Regions from separate parts of the Gossypium hirsutum genome. Here region 1 is linked to region 2. A link is a contact called in public Hi-C data. All regions are on one chromosome and are shown on one strand. The core of a region is the stretch at or near the end of the contact, and the rest is flanking DNA. Distances in the headings are between cores, read along the strand shown. Region 1 holds the start of LOC107920406. Region 2 holds the start of LOC107919846 (far upstream element-binding protein 2).

Evidence for each region. Hi-C and Micro-C count contacts between places; a contact is called where the count stands out from the background.
Region 1: a contact with region 2 is called in a Hi-C map of leaf, with 1.8 times the contacts expected there. The contact joins the promoter of LOC107920406 here to the promoter of LOC107919846 in region 2. A contact is called at or near these places in 2 of 34 Hi-C or Micro-C datasets (both in leaf).

Annotation. Positions count from the first base shown.
Region 1 is chrD13:41,182,827-41,189,713 of Gossypium_hirsutum_v2.1, forward strand. LOC107920406 reads left to right here and starts at 1,348. Exons shown (of 13, transcript XM_016850113.2): 1 at 1,348-1,815; 2 at 2,634-2,693; 3 at 2,761-2,939; 4 at 3,405-3,540; 5 at 4,174-4,270; 6 at 4,734-4,793; 7 at 4,890-4,990; 8 at 5,186-5,220; 9 at 5,311-5,368; 10 at 5,647-5,721; 11 at 5,792-5,949; 12 at 6,044-6,307; 13 at 6,535-6,887. The coding sequence starts at 1,669. The coding sequence ends at 6,781.
Region 2 is chrD13:40,935,075-40,942,207 of Gossypium_hirsutum_v2.1, forward strand. It overlaps LOC107919846 (far upstream element-binding protein 2), which reads left to right and starts at 2,138. Exons shown (of 7, transcript XM_016849237.2): 1 at 2,138-2,538; 2 at 2,935-3,290; 3 at 3,723-3,908; 4 at 4,051-4,152; 5 at 4,245-4,316; 6 at 4,402-4,518; 7 at 6,788-7,133. The coding sequence starts at 2,325.

The DNA.
Region 1 (6,887 bases), core at 98-2,597, 250 kb after region 2:
ACTAAAAGATAAAATAAAATATTCCTAGAATATGAATAAAACTTATCTACTTAAATAAGATTTATCTACCTAAATAAATTTAAAAACATATACATATTTCAAAAGGGGGAGTTCTTAACTTTGAAACAATTGGTGGAGGTATGGGAGACCAAAGGTCTAATCACCTTTTCATTGGAACTCTGGATAAGTGTTCAAAAATGACACTTTATGTTTGAATTAGTTCTTTAGTACACCAAGACTTTTAGTGGCCTGTGGAAATGAAACTTTTATGTTGGAATCTAAATCCTATAAATAGTTTCACTATGGCTAGTGCTTACACTTTTACTGTTAATAGAAGGAACCTTAGTGTTGAAAACAACTTGAACTTTCTACCCTAGTGAAAGCTTATTGGGAAATCTAAAGTCCTTAAAATACAAATCTTTCTTTGGAAATGTTTCCTTGAAATTGTCCCAACCAGAGCATTCTTTGGTAGTAGGGGAATAAATATAGAGGACAAGTGTTCATTATGCCTAACACACTGAGAAACATTTAGCCACCTACTAAGAGACCATGTAGTGATGAAATAATGGTAGAATCGAATTTGGCCAAGGGAGACTAACCAAAGCCTAGATAATATTATGCTTCACGAATGATTAGAGAAAAACTTAAATGACAAGAATTGGCATCATGCCTATAGAATTCCTTAGAAAGTGATTTTTGCTTCTATGTTATGGTAAATTTAATTGTCTCAAAATGTCCTCCCTTTTCATGGAAGAGTCGAGACAAATCAAGTAACCCCTATAACTCTTTCCAAAGTTGCGGAATTTCATGCTCTATCTACCCCTATAGATACAGATTACCTACAATGATAGGTATCAAATAACAACCATCCCTCTCAAGATGATTTAAACTAAACACGGATAGTTTTGTACTTGCTAATCTTGGAAAGGCAAAGACATATATGATCATGGGAGATAATATAATAAATTAGGTTATTAGAGCTTATAGTCATATCTCACATGCTACGAGTGTTCAAGCGGAGTTATGCACTTTTAAAGATAGTCTAATGCTTGTTAGGGATAAGAAGATAGCTAATATTATTGTAGAGCTTGATGCTTCGGTTGTTATTAGTTTGATTCGTAACAAAAATTTGATGAATCCCTTTTTGTATATCCTTAAGTAGTCTAGTTAATATCCTCTAATCGTGGACTTTTCACTTTTGTTGTCGACAGCCACCGAACTATTTATTACCCATTATGCGTGCCGAGTCCATCAGAGGTATGTTTAATTAATCTATTAATGTTCTTTATGACAAAAAAAAAAAAAAAAAGCGAAGAAAATCCTGAGCCTGAGGGGTTGGTTTACTTTTAAGTTTTAACCGACAAATCTTACCATAGCTGACGAGCATCCCGCATACCTGCCCAAGTCGTAACATAGTCTACTGTGTCTAACAAAAATAAAGGGAAAAAAGAAGAAAAAAAAAAAAAACGTATTTGAACGCTTGTTTGTGTCTTGACTCTGTGGTGATCTTGTTAGGCTCAGGCTTTACGGCACTGATCCGCCGGATCTCGTGGCCGAGTCTCTTTCTCTCTCCATCGTCCCACCGAAAACCTTTATTATCCAGTTGTAGATCAAACATTCAACGCCAAAGGGTTACTTAAGTGAATCCGCGCAAGAAAGAAAGAGTAGATGAAAGGGCACGAGAAATTGACTCTGCTTCTATGCCTAATATGGACTGCAACCATCCTTTACGGCGAGATGTTCTCCTTTTACATGCCCTTTCTCTTCTCTTGCTCTTGGCCTCACCTTTCCTCATCCTCTTCTTCCAATCCCACTGTAATTTTCTTGTCGTCTCTTGTCACTAATTTGTTCTTCATTTTTCTTTTTTGTTTTATTGATATTTGAATTGATCTCACTTCTATTACTATTATTAACATGTTCCAAGCTGAGAATATGTTGATTTTAGGAGATGCAATTATAAAAGCAAATTTACTTTTGAAAGGGTTGAAATATGCAGAAATTTGAGTTCTATTTAGCTAACAACAACAAAAAAAAAGACAGAAAGCAATCAGTGGCGGGGTTTAGTGTCTTTTTGATAAATTTTACGTTTTAACTTTCAACATTGGGATATTTTTGGTATTAACAACTGTGCTATCGATTCCTGAGGCTTTTTGCTTTCAGAAGATATGGTGAAACCCAAACTTTAATGATTCAAAGCTAATTCCCTATATTTGATTAAATTTTAATTACCCTAAAAGATTACTTATTTATGTGTGAAACGCTCTACTCATTTTTATCTTTCCGAATAAAAGAAAGTAGCAAAAGCATCAAATTAACATTTGTTATCAGATCATTTTTCTTTCTGTTATTTACTTAGATAAACTGGAATGATGCTTATTTAGTGCTAATCTGTTACACCTAGTACAAGGGAATCTAGTGTTTGAACTATACTCATAACACATTTCAGGAATTCTTGGCACCTGTTTAAGTTCCTTAAAACTATAGTGTGCTCAATTAATGATTCTCTGGGTGTGATTATGGATGATAACACTGTATAACTCAAATAGAACACATTGATGCAGTTTATTGCGCATTTTCTCATGCTCATGAGCAAATCAACAGAGGAACTAACAGTTTTTGTTTTGCAAGTTTAGATGAACGGAAAAGGTTATGCGGCTGATTATGTCAAAGTTGCTGTTATTGCTGATCCACAGGTATGCTTGTCCTGGTCCTGTTATTCATCCTTGTTGCATTCTAACATATATTTGTTGTCTTTAACAGATCATGGACAAAACCTCCCTTCGCCTGCCGTCTAAATCACTTGCTTTGGAGTTTGTACAATTCTATACAGATTTGTTCATGCGCAGAGCCTTTTTCTCATCCATCCTTCCTTTCAAACCAGAAGTGATTTTGTTTTTGGGTGATTATTTTGATGGAGGTCCTTATTTATCAGATGACGAGTAAGGCTTGTAACTATCTGTTTTTACTTGAAACTTCATTTTAGCTACTTTGTTCGAAGTTAAATCATCCATGGAAGTATGCCCTTTCTGGATCTGGCAAGCTTTGCCAGATGAAATTACGTAACATCTTTATTTCAAAATGAAATTTAAGGCATTAAACACATTCTGGTAAATAAAAAATTTTACGTGTAACATCGTGTTGTCTCACATGGATGCTTTACAATAAAATTTTCTTCTTCTTTTTTCCCCCAAATTTCTGTTTGGGAGTTTGAATATTTCCACCATGCTTATGCTTTTATATGCATATTATGAGGCATTACTAGTACTACTACTAACACCATCAAGATCACCTCTTCGTATCTTTGCTTCACTATATTCTTTGTCTAATTAGGAACAGGTTTTGCTTTGAAACTCTTCAGTTACCTTTCTAATTTAGAGTGCCCTTGACATTGTTTAGTTGATCAGATGGCAGGAATCGTTAAGCCGTCTGAAGCATATGTTTGGTCTAAATACAGAAGAAATACATTCCACTGTTAAAGTTTACCACCTTCCTGGAAACCATGATATTGGTTATGCAACTCTTCAGTCTCATAAACCAGAGGTATTTACTCGTGTTAATATTAAAAATGAGGTTTACGTTTTTAGAACTAAGCATGATTTAGTTCCAGTACTTTTATTTGCATCATGTGCATGGAATGACTGTGATATGGAAAAGAACGAATTGAAGCAAGAAAAAGATTAAAACTAAAGGAGGGCCAGAATGATAAATTTCTGAGTAATTTTGGCAGCATTCATTTAAGTTAAAGGAATGGCTCAGAGGGTCCAAATATGATTGATGTTAAATGTATCTATCTTACTGCTGTGATAGAATATGATAAGGAGAGAATTGGAGTGTGGAAGTGACTGAAAATGAATGGAGATCTTAGGCGAGGGCTAAGTTAAGTGTTACATTTAATAGGAAGTGTACGTATAATGGAGAGTTAAATTGTTATAGATGTGACCTTTACACTTTTCAGTTTGAAATTTTCTGAATATGTAGTTCTAATTTGCTTCAAGTTGTTGGATTAAGGGATTTCTTGGGTTCAGTTGAGTAAAATTCATTGTCTGTGACTCTTTATGTTATTCGTGAAAATTATATGTTGCTTTTTTGACAAATATGGTTGCTCCACTGTCTTATGCTTTTGGTCCTTTTTTCTTCAGAAATAGATTAGCTCATAGTTTTACATCCATGTAGGTGGTTAGACGGTATGAAAAAGAATTTGGGAGCAGAAATTATCGATTCATGGTTGGAAAAGTGGAGTTTGTAGCTGTTGATGCTCAAACTGTGGATGGTAAACGAGAAGGCATCTGATTCTTGCCTATCTATTGTAATTTTTTGTGCTAGGGATCTGATAGCATAAAACTTGAATTTCTTTGATCTTCTCCTCATTTTTTACTTTCTCCTTTTTTCCCTAACATATAACTATACAAATGCCTGTAATTCTACTAGGAAGTTGTTTTATCTTCCAAGTTGAATGAGACTGTTTCTCAAGACAAGAAGTAATGCTTCTGCAATATTGCATGTTTTATGCCTTAGTTTGTCTGTTATAAATTCTCTTGTGAGTTCTCTTTAGTTGCTATCACGTATGAAATAATTGAGTCATTAATATGTCATCAAATGTCTCAAATGAAATTTATATACAAATATATTGCGTTCTAATTGAGACACTAAAAATGTAGGGACCTTTAATTTTCTTGGTTGATATATGTCCCCTCGTGTTTGAAAAAGGCTCTCTAACTTTGCACCCTTTGCAGCGAATCAAGAAGGAAGTGTTGCTTCAGCAACTTGGGATTTTGTTAGCAATGTCTCATCAGGTTTATGACATTGACATTTGACTTGCATTCCCATGTTTTGTCAAGTTTGGACTCAACTGTATAAATGATTTTTATCCATTTATCACATTTCTTTAGATCGTCAATTACACCCAAGAGTTTTGTTGAGCCATATTCCATTATATCGGCGGGATTGGACCGATTGTGGACCACATCGTGGCTCTCCAATTATCAATCAGGTATTCTGGTTTATTATTATTATTATTGTCATCATCATCATCATCATCATCTCTGCGTTTTGTTGAATGAACATTATTTTTTGTTGTATGCATTTTATACAATTCAAGAGGTATTATTTGTCCCTCTATAGTGTTTCTCAAATTTGAATCTAATTGGTATTAAAACTTACGTATTCCTACACTTTTCGTTCTCAGCGAATACGGCATAATATTTATGATAAAGAAGTAAGGTAAGACTCTTCCTATTTTCTTCTTCCCATAACAGGAATCTACTGGCTTTTGAAGGTTATACTCTCTTGATGGTTGAAATCATTATGCAGTTATCAGAACTACATCACTGAGGAATCATCTAACCAATTGCTAAACTTAATCAGACCAGTATGTTTAATCCTTTCCTGAGCTGATCTTGTACGTGGGCATACTCATTCATGGATATAAATTCGTATGTATGAATGCTTGCATGTATGTACATAATGCTTGCACGTACATATATATGTTTGTGTCCGCATATACATATATGTATGCATGCACACACACTTACACGCATATATGCATACATATGTACATAGAGAGAATTTTGTCGGACTTGCATTAGAAAACTGATGTTTTAAGACATTTCCAACAACTTGCCTGAGACATTTTTGTGGTTTTGGCAGGTTATTGTTTTATCTGGTCATGATCATGATCAGTGTACAGTGGCTCATGAGTCAAAGGGTGGACCTGTAACAGAGGTGAGCATATGATGTCTTAACATATTTACCTTTTATTCAGGACTTGACATGTTTAGCTGATAACATGCAGCACACTTTAGGGACTATAAGCTGGCAGCAAGGGAACCTCTATCCATCTTTCATGCTGTTATCTGCTAGAAACTCTCCACTCTCAGATACATCGTTGCCAGAAGAAGCTGTACTTACTCGTCTGTGCTTTCTTCCAATGCAAACACACATTTACATATGGTAACTATTTAATAAGGAATAAATGGTTGTAGTTTCCACTTATGAGCTTTAATATAGGTCTGAGTAACATTTCTTTGAAAATCTCAAATTTCAGGTATATAGTACTATTTGTTTTGACCATCCTTTCTCTCCTTCTGTGGCCAACAAGTGGTCTGAGCTTTTGTTATCATCGATTTGATGATATGGTGGAATGTGTCAGAAAGTTGATAAACATGTATAGAGATGAGACAAAAGAGAAAAATGAAGACGAAAATTGCGAGTATGAGATGATTTGGGGTGCAGATGGATCGATGCATCTTGTCAAAAAAGTTTTAACCCAACCTGTCACACGCACAAATGATATAGGCGCAGTAGAGAGGTGCTTCAGATCAATATTTCCTTATTTCTCAGTCCCATTAATAAGTACCTTTAGATGAAAACTGTAGTATTACTGTATTAGTATATTTTGGCTTTTATTTGATTAGTTATATGTTACTCATTGCATACCGCCATTTGTAAATTTACTAGGTATTCCCTTTTGAGATTGATATTTGCAGAACTCTTAATTCTTTCTGATTCCTTTTCCTCTTGTTTCCATTGTTACAGGGGCAATGCTGTGATGAGAGCAACTGCTAAAAAGAGTGTTAATCAGCTGACAGAGGTCTGCTTGAGTATGGAAACAAATGCAGATTCTGAGGTTGATCCAAAGAAGCTACCACCTAGAGGAAGCAAATCAAAGGCGAAGGTGGTAATAAAGAGATTTGTCCGCACATTCCGAATGCTTATTCTCATTGCTGCGGTGAACGTTCCTCTATACATGATGTTGTTGTTCAAAGATTGGATTGACAAATAATCGTATCAAACATGGTGATATTCTGCAAAACTGAGTTTCTCCTTTATACAGTTAGGCATATCAGGCTAGTAGTAAAGCTTCAATTTGAATTGCAAGTTGATCTTTT
Region 2 (7,133 bases), core at 888-3,387:
TAGGTGTTATATTTAGTCACTAAGTTACTAAATTAACCAAGTCACTAAGCTAACATAATATTAAAAAAATTATCAAGTATTTCCACTAGGACACACATACAAATACAATATTTAAACTTAAGTACATGCCATTCTAAAGTCCAAAATTTTTATACCAAAACTTGTCCTTGGAGATTGTTGAGTGATGTGATCCAAATTGAAGTTACAATCCTTTATTCATTTTTAACTTTTATCTTTTATCTGCGTATTTTAAAAATAAGCGTGTTAAGCTACGTGAATAACTTAGTAAGCACTCAATTGAATTCAATCTTACCATTTTTATATATTTACAATTTAATTATTTTTTAATAAAAACATTTATTCATACAGTTTCTTTCACTAACATACTTAAACTTTTAATTTATTTCCAAAACATAAAATTATTTAAATTAAATTTATAACTTATAGTTTTTACTTTAGCACATATAGTCACTAATCAACTTTCACATTCACATATCAAAATCTTTTTTATGATATCACAAACATAACATAAACACTTAATTCACATGTACAGTACTATACCGATACCAAATCATTTGATTTCCTATCAATTACTTATTGTATAAATACCAAATCGGCCTTCCTGTATGTCGTACAGTCACGTTGCTTAGACTGTCTATTAAATTACATAATGTTATTACAAATATAAGACATTTATGCTATAAATATTGATTTCATGGTTTAGGGTTCTACTTGTACCTTCTGGCTAGTGGGAAACTAATAGGTTTAAAGGGTAGAAGTCTATGAGCAAAAGTCGATACTACTTCCACAATTGTAAAATCACAAGGCATCCATTCACTTCCTCGCTCCCCACTTTACACCTCTTGCACAACGCTCTATATAGGCAAAATGACAAGGTCCCAACTATGTGTACCAACAATTTAAAAGTTAGATAAAAATGGGAAGTACAAGGTATGAACTAAGTTGCTAGAATTTTCTATCATCAACACACCTCCGGTTAGGTGAAAAATGTATGCTCGAGCATGGTAATCGATCTAAATGGGTATTGAATTCTTGAGGAGATTCCTAAATCACCTCTTCAACTAATCTAACTTCACTTGGTGCCATTTGAAATCCACCGGAAGGTTTGTATCAGTTTTGAACTTTGCATAAAGGTCATCTTGTAAATTAAATTCAAAGCTTCTCATCACAAGATGCTCGTCTTCTAGAAGCCTTATCAGCAATGCTACATCTTCCAGTTTTATTATCGCCTAGTTGTATAAGAGATGAAGCATATGAGTCTTCGATCTCCATCGTTTAATCAGAATGGATAAGAATGACAAAATGTAAGTAACTCTCCCAATTTGACTTGTGTGATAGAAATCAATGCCTCTTAATTGGAGCAAGATTCTCTCGTTAAGTGGACCTATACTCATATTATTGCGAAGCTAAGTAATACGAGAATACTCTAATGTAACTACACCTTGGGCTACATGTCCTTCGAATCTTAAAAAGTTGGCAACCATTATGTAGGATATATGGTAAATAACAAACATCATAATTTGTTTTTGTTTATTGCGAAAAATTAACAAATTTATTTGCCTATTTATAGCTTCTTAAATTAGGGATTCACAAAAATATTAGTGAAAATTGACAGGTGTTGATTTTTATTTATTTTCTATTATTATTTATTTAAATTACTTTATTCGTTTTTTAAAATTAGTACTCACGTTGACACCACTAAGTGTCAGATTTAGGATACAACATTCATCCCTAGCAATTAAAAAAATAAATTTAAATTTTTAACGATTACTTTTCAAATTTATTCTTTGAATTTGACACCCAAATATTGAAATTATAACAATAATTAACCCTGATTCTAATGTCACGTAGAAATTTTAGAGGCAATGTTGCAAACTTAGAACTTGACATCTTTAGGTGTCGAGGTATTACTAAAGAAAACTTCTTCTTTTTTAAAAATAGTTTGTTTTTTAAAATTTAAAAAACAGATAAATAAAAACAAAAATCATTTAATTTTAAATATAAAAATCCAATTTTGGGAAATAAAGAAAAACAAAAATATTTTCTCACACCTAAAGATTTTTTTTTTCAAGAAAATAGAAAGTAGGCTGAAGAGTGGGCCAAAGAAAGAAAGGAAATTGCGAAATGTGAAATGTGATATTTTGCAGCTATAAATTGGCCTTAAACCCTAATGTAGTACATTACATACAAACACGATATTTTATCTCTTACATACTAGCATCCTCATCCAACACTTCCATTGCTTCGCTATTTCTGCTCTCTTCTCCAAACCCTAGATTACTTCTCCTTTTCCGTACATTTTGATGGCTGAGGAAGAGGCCGTAGCCCCTGCACCCAGCCCCGTCCCTTCCGATCTTAAGCGAAAACTCGAGGATGTCGAGCCCCACGACCCCCATGCGGACAACATGCCTCGCGACTCTGCTTTAGACCCTGATGCCCAAGATAACGATGCTGCACCATCTGATTTGTCCGAGGCCAAACGCCCTAGGCTCGACGACGATAAAACCGATGGCTTGGGTAATGAACATGTTCCCTTTTTCTGGGTTTATGTACTATTTAAGGAAATGATTTGAGGGGTTAAATGATAGTAGCTCTAGGGTTAATTGTGAGTTTTATGTGCTAGGTGAATACGAAGTGAGAAGATCAAGGCTCCGTTTGGTTGTTACTTTACTAATTTTTCTTTTTCTGTCATTTATTTTTACATGTTTAAAAATTGCTAAAATCAAGAGCCAATTTTGATGGAGCCTATGAGTGAACACCTTGTTTTTTTTTTCTTTCCAATTTTGTGCAGAAAGCAAAAAGCAATAGCAACAGTGATATCAAAACAAAACATGGTTTATGGCTGGTTCATATTTTTATTGCTTTGCATATCTAACTATTCTAATTCCATGGTCTTTATGCTTAAAATAACAGCCAGTGAGAATGGATTTGAAGCTGAGAAATCGCATGAACCTGACAAGGAGGAGGAGGAGGGTTTGCAGCAAAATGAGCTTAACAAGCAAGCAGAGAATGGTGATTCTCCTGCAAAGGAGGCTGAAGAAACTGTAAAACCTGAGCAATATGAAGGAACTGCAGAGGAAACAGATGGGCAGTCTGCAGATAATCCTGAAACTGCTGATGCTGAGTTAGGTAAAGTTGAGAGTTTTGAGGCAGATAACGGTCAAGAACCTGCTAAAGAGGATAATAAGCAACCTTCTGATGACTTGCCTCAGCAGGAGGTTGATGATGGTACAACTATTACTCGCAAAATGGAGGTTCCTAATGCGAAGGTATGCTAGCCAAATTTTTAAGCTGTCTCATTGTGAATTGTTTGAACTGGGTGTAAACTGAAGTTGATTTTTTCGTAGTTACTTCAACAAACATTTCAACAATCCCTTTTTGCACTATAATCTGTTTGATCCCATGTCAAACAGACAATCCTTTTTTAAATTTTTTTTCCCAATAATGGTAGGTCTTCTTCTCTCTTAAGGTGGATGTCATCTATTAAATTACATTTTTTTAATAATAACAATCTCCTCATTATGCGGCTAAACTACCTTTAATGTTTTATCTGCATTTATTGTTCTATCTTTGGTGACGTCTACCTTTTTTAGTGTACACACATTCCAAAAATATCTTGTAATCCAAGCAATGCCTTACTCCCTCTTCATAATTGTGGAACATCTTGTTCTGTGATTTTTATTTCTTGCATGCTTGTATAGGTTGGCGTTCTCATTGGCAAGGCAGGAGATACTATAAGGTACCTGCAATACAACTCTGGGGCAAAAATTCAAATCATGAGGGATGCAGATGCTGATCGGGATGCTCCTACAAGACCTGTAGAAATTATCGGGACTTTGAGTAGCATAATCAAGGCTGAGAAGCTTATAAATGCTGTCATAGCAGAGGTTGTATGCTGTTTCTGAAATTTGTTAATCAATATCTAGCTCCATGCTTTCATTATTTACCCTGTCCCTCCCCTTCCCCCTCTACTGTCAAAATTAATATCCTTCATTTGTTGCATTAACTTAATGTTTGTATTTGGTTCAGGCTGATGCTGGGGGTTCTCCTTCCCTAGTAGCTAGGGGCCTTGCTACCACACAGGCTGCTGGTGCTGCCGATCAAATTGAGATACAAGTTCCAAATGAGAAGGTTAATCATTTTTTGTGTTCAGGCATCATAATTCTTGCTCAAAGATGCATTAGTCTTATTCCTACTGGTGTATGTTACCTTACCTGTTTCAGGTTGGTTTAATCATTGGTAGAGGTGGGGAAACTATAAAAGGACTGCAGACGAGGTCAGGGGCTCGAATTCAGGTAGTTGATGTTTATTTGTCTTTTTCAGGGTTGGAGTTCTTGCAAAACTGGTCCTGTAAGTACTGACAATTTACTATCTTTTTAGTTGATACCTCAACATCTCCCAGAAGGGGATGGATCAAAAGAAAGGACAGTGAGGGTAACTGGGGATAAGAAGCAAATTGAGATTGCCAGAGAAATGATAAAAGATGTTATGAATCAGGTTTGCTTTTTTACCTTGCATCATTTTCTGCATAAGTAATTTTCTAATGGTATTTTAATTGCATCCTGTGAGTTTATCTATTTTTAATATTTTGTTACTAGAGCTAAAGTATCTAGATTGACTCTGTTTAATTGCTATCAATGAACTAAGTTTATGTTATCTTTGATCTCTGAATCCTCTCATTTGTTGAGTTCTGTTTTGGTGCATCCAATTATAATTACATCTTTTTGCTGATGGCATAAAAGCATTCAGGATACGTCTGAGGCTAGCTAGGAACATGTCACTGTCAAAATACTATTGCTTGTGTAGTTCCAGGATTTTTTTTTTTTTGGCATGCTTGCCTGGTAGGTTTGGCAGGCAGGGTTACTGGAGTGGGAATTGACCTAAGTTTAGGTGATCTTTGATCTCCCAATCTGATCATTTGTTGAGTTTTATTTTGGAGCATCCAATTTTAATTATATTTCTGTGCTGATGGCTTAGAAGCATCTAAGAGGCTGTTTAAGAACATGTCACGAGCAAAATATTGCTGTTGTGTAGGCTGGGATTTTTCTTGCATGCTTTCCTTGTAGATTTAGTAGACGTGAATTAGTGGAATTGCTTAGATTGTTATCTAGAGGCTTGGTTGTGCTTGTAACTTAAAAATATACAGTTGATACAGTTGATAGGATCATTGACATTCTGATTAAATGATATTGTTTTAAGAACATATGCATATATAGTTGGATGTGTGTGATCCTTTTCCTTCTCTTCACAAATAAAATATGCCCTTTATGAGATAGGATTTTAGCTGAGGACTACATATACTGCTAGTGAAGCTTTTAAACTCCAGAAGTAGGGCTAGAATGTTGTCATGTATATATTTAATTATTATAGGCATTAATTAACTTTCTTAAATATATCCTAGTAAGACACATGGCAACCCTCTAACTTTGCTTGTGGAGTTTATGAACTTCTATACTGGTGTATAGACAATTCTCTTTTAGCAAACATCAAGCAGCACGTCTCATATAGTATATAATTGAGTGGGTACAAATCTATCTCCAATGGATTTGCCAAAGCAAACAATCAGTTGTAGTTAACTTCATTTTCTTCTATGACACATTGTAATCCGACTGAGGATTTTCTTTCTGGGAGTGAGTTTTTTTCCTTGAACAAGAGTGTGAATGATCCATGCCAACATCACTTGAATGCTATTAGGAGGATAATATATTCAATCCAAGATGCCGGTTGCCATGCTTTATTTATGTTGAAGGTGCCGATTTCGAATTCGTTGGCTTTAAAATCTGCAGATTTTGGGTACCTTTTCCCTGGGGTCAGCATTGCTTTCTTGGTGTAGCAATAGACAACCACTATTTCCTTTCATCCACTGAAGAGAGGTATCTGGCATTAAACTCACATTGCAAGATGTTAATAGTTGGTAAGATTGCTTTGAGACTTGAAAATTAAAAATAATAATGTAGTGAGACTGCATGAGCGGCCTTCATGTTCTATGCATGAGATGTGTTGGAAGAAGTACACCTGGTGAAGTGATCATGTCTGCAATGTATATTGGATCAGTACCATCTTGAATGTTGTTTGTGCTATGCTGAAAATATGATACTTGTCCTCTAATGTGTATAGTGATGATGTACTGTAGTTGTAAGTCATAAGGTCAGAAGAAGAATTGACATGATGTTACGTTTATGTCATGCTACATCGCTTGGATGACATGATCTTATGTGAAAGTCTTGGCATATCCTTGTTGTAGTTCAAGATGCTTGAAAGATATGAGGTTCAGTTTAATCTTGGTTAGCTCATGAAATCCCATATTCCTGTCTATAATTATTAACTAGCATTTAATCTCTTCACTTTAGATTCTGTTTATTGGTAGCTCTGATTTTCTTTTGGTGCCATGTTTTGGAGGGCAATACAGGTTGGTGAGATTTGTCTGCCTAGAAATTTAGTATGTCAAATAAGTGATGATATTTTTTTCTTTTATCTCCTTGATTCGTAAAAAGTTTGAATAAGGATATGGTTCAACAGAATTACCTCTCATCTTGCTTATTTCTCATTTTAGTTCAAATTATCATTGGTTTCATCATAAATGCTGTTTTTGGCATATGCTTTTATTTTTAACCAAGAGGTTTCCTAGCATTCTAGCAACCTGTTTTCTTTGGTTTAACATGGTTAAGCACGATTTTGAGGCTTACTTTCTACTTTCGATTTTCCCCCTCGAAATTGGTGAATGAAATTCCTTCTCATCTAACTTATTATTTTGTTTAATGGATAGACTGTCAGGCCATCACCTCTTTCTGGTGGTTTCAATCAGCAAGGCTATCGACCTCGGGGAAACAGTGGTCCACCTCAGTGGGGTCCCCGGGGGCATCCTCCTCAGACATCATATGATTATCAGCAACGAGGACCATATCCATCTCACAACTCTCATTATCAACCTCCGTATGGTGGGTACCCTTCTCACCAAATGGCTCCAAGGAGCAACTTTGGTTCTAGTTGGGAGCAGAGGCCTCATAGCATGCAGGGACCTCCTCAGAGTGGAGGTTATGATTACTACAGCAGGCAAGGGGGGGTCTCTAACCAACATTTGACTTCAATTCCTGGTCATGGACCGGGTCCCT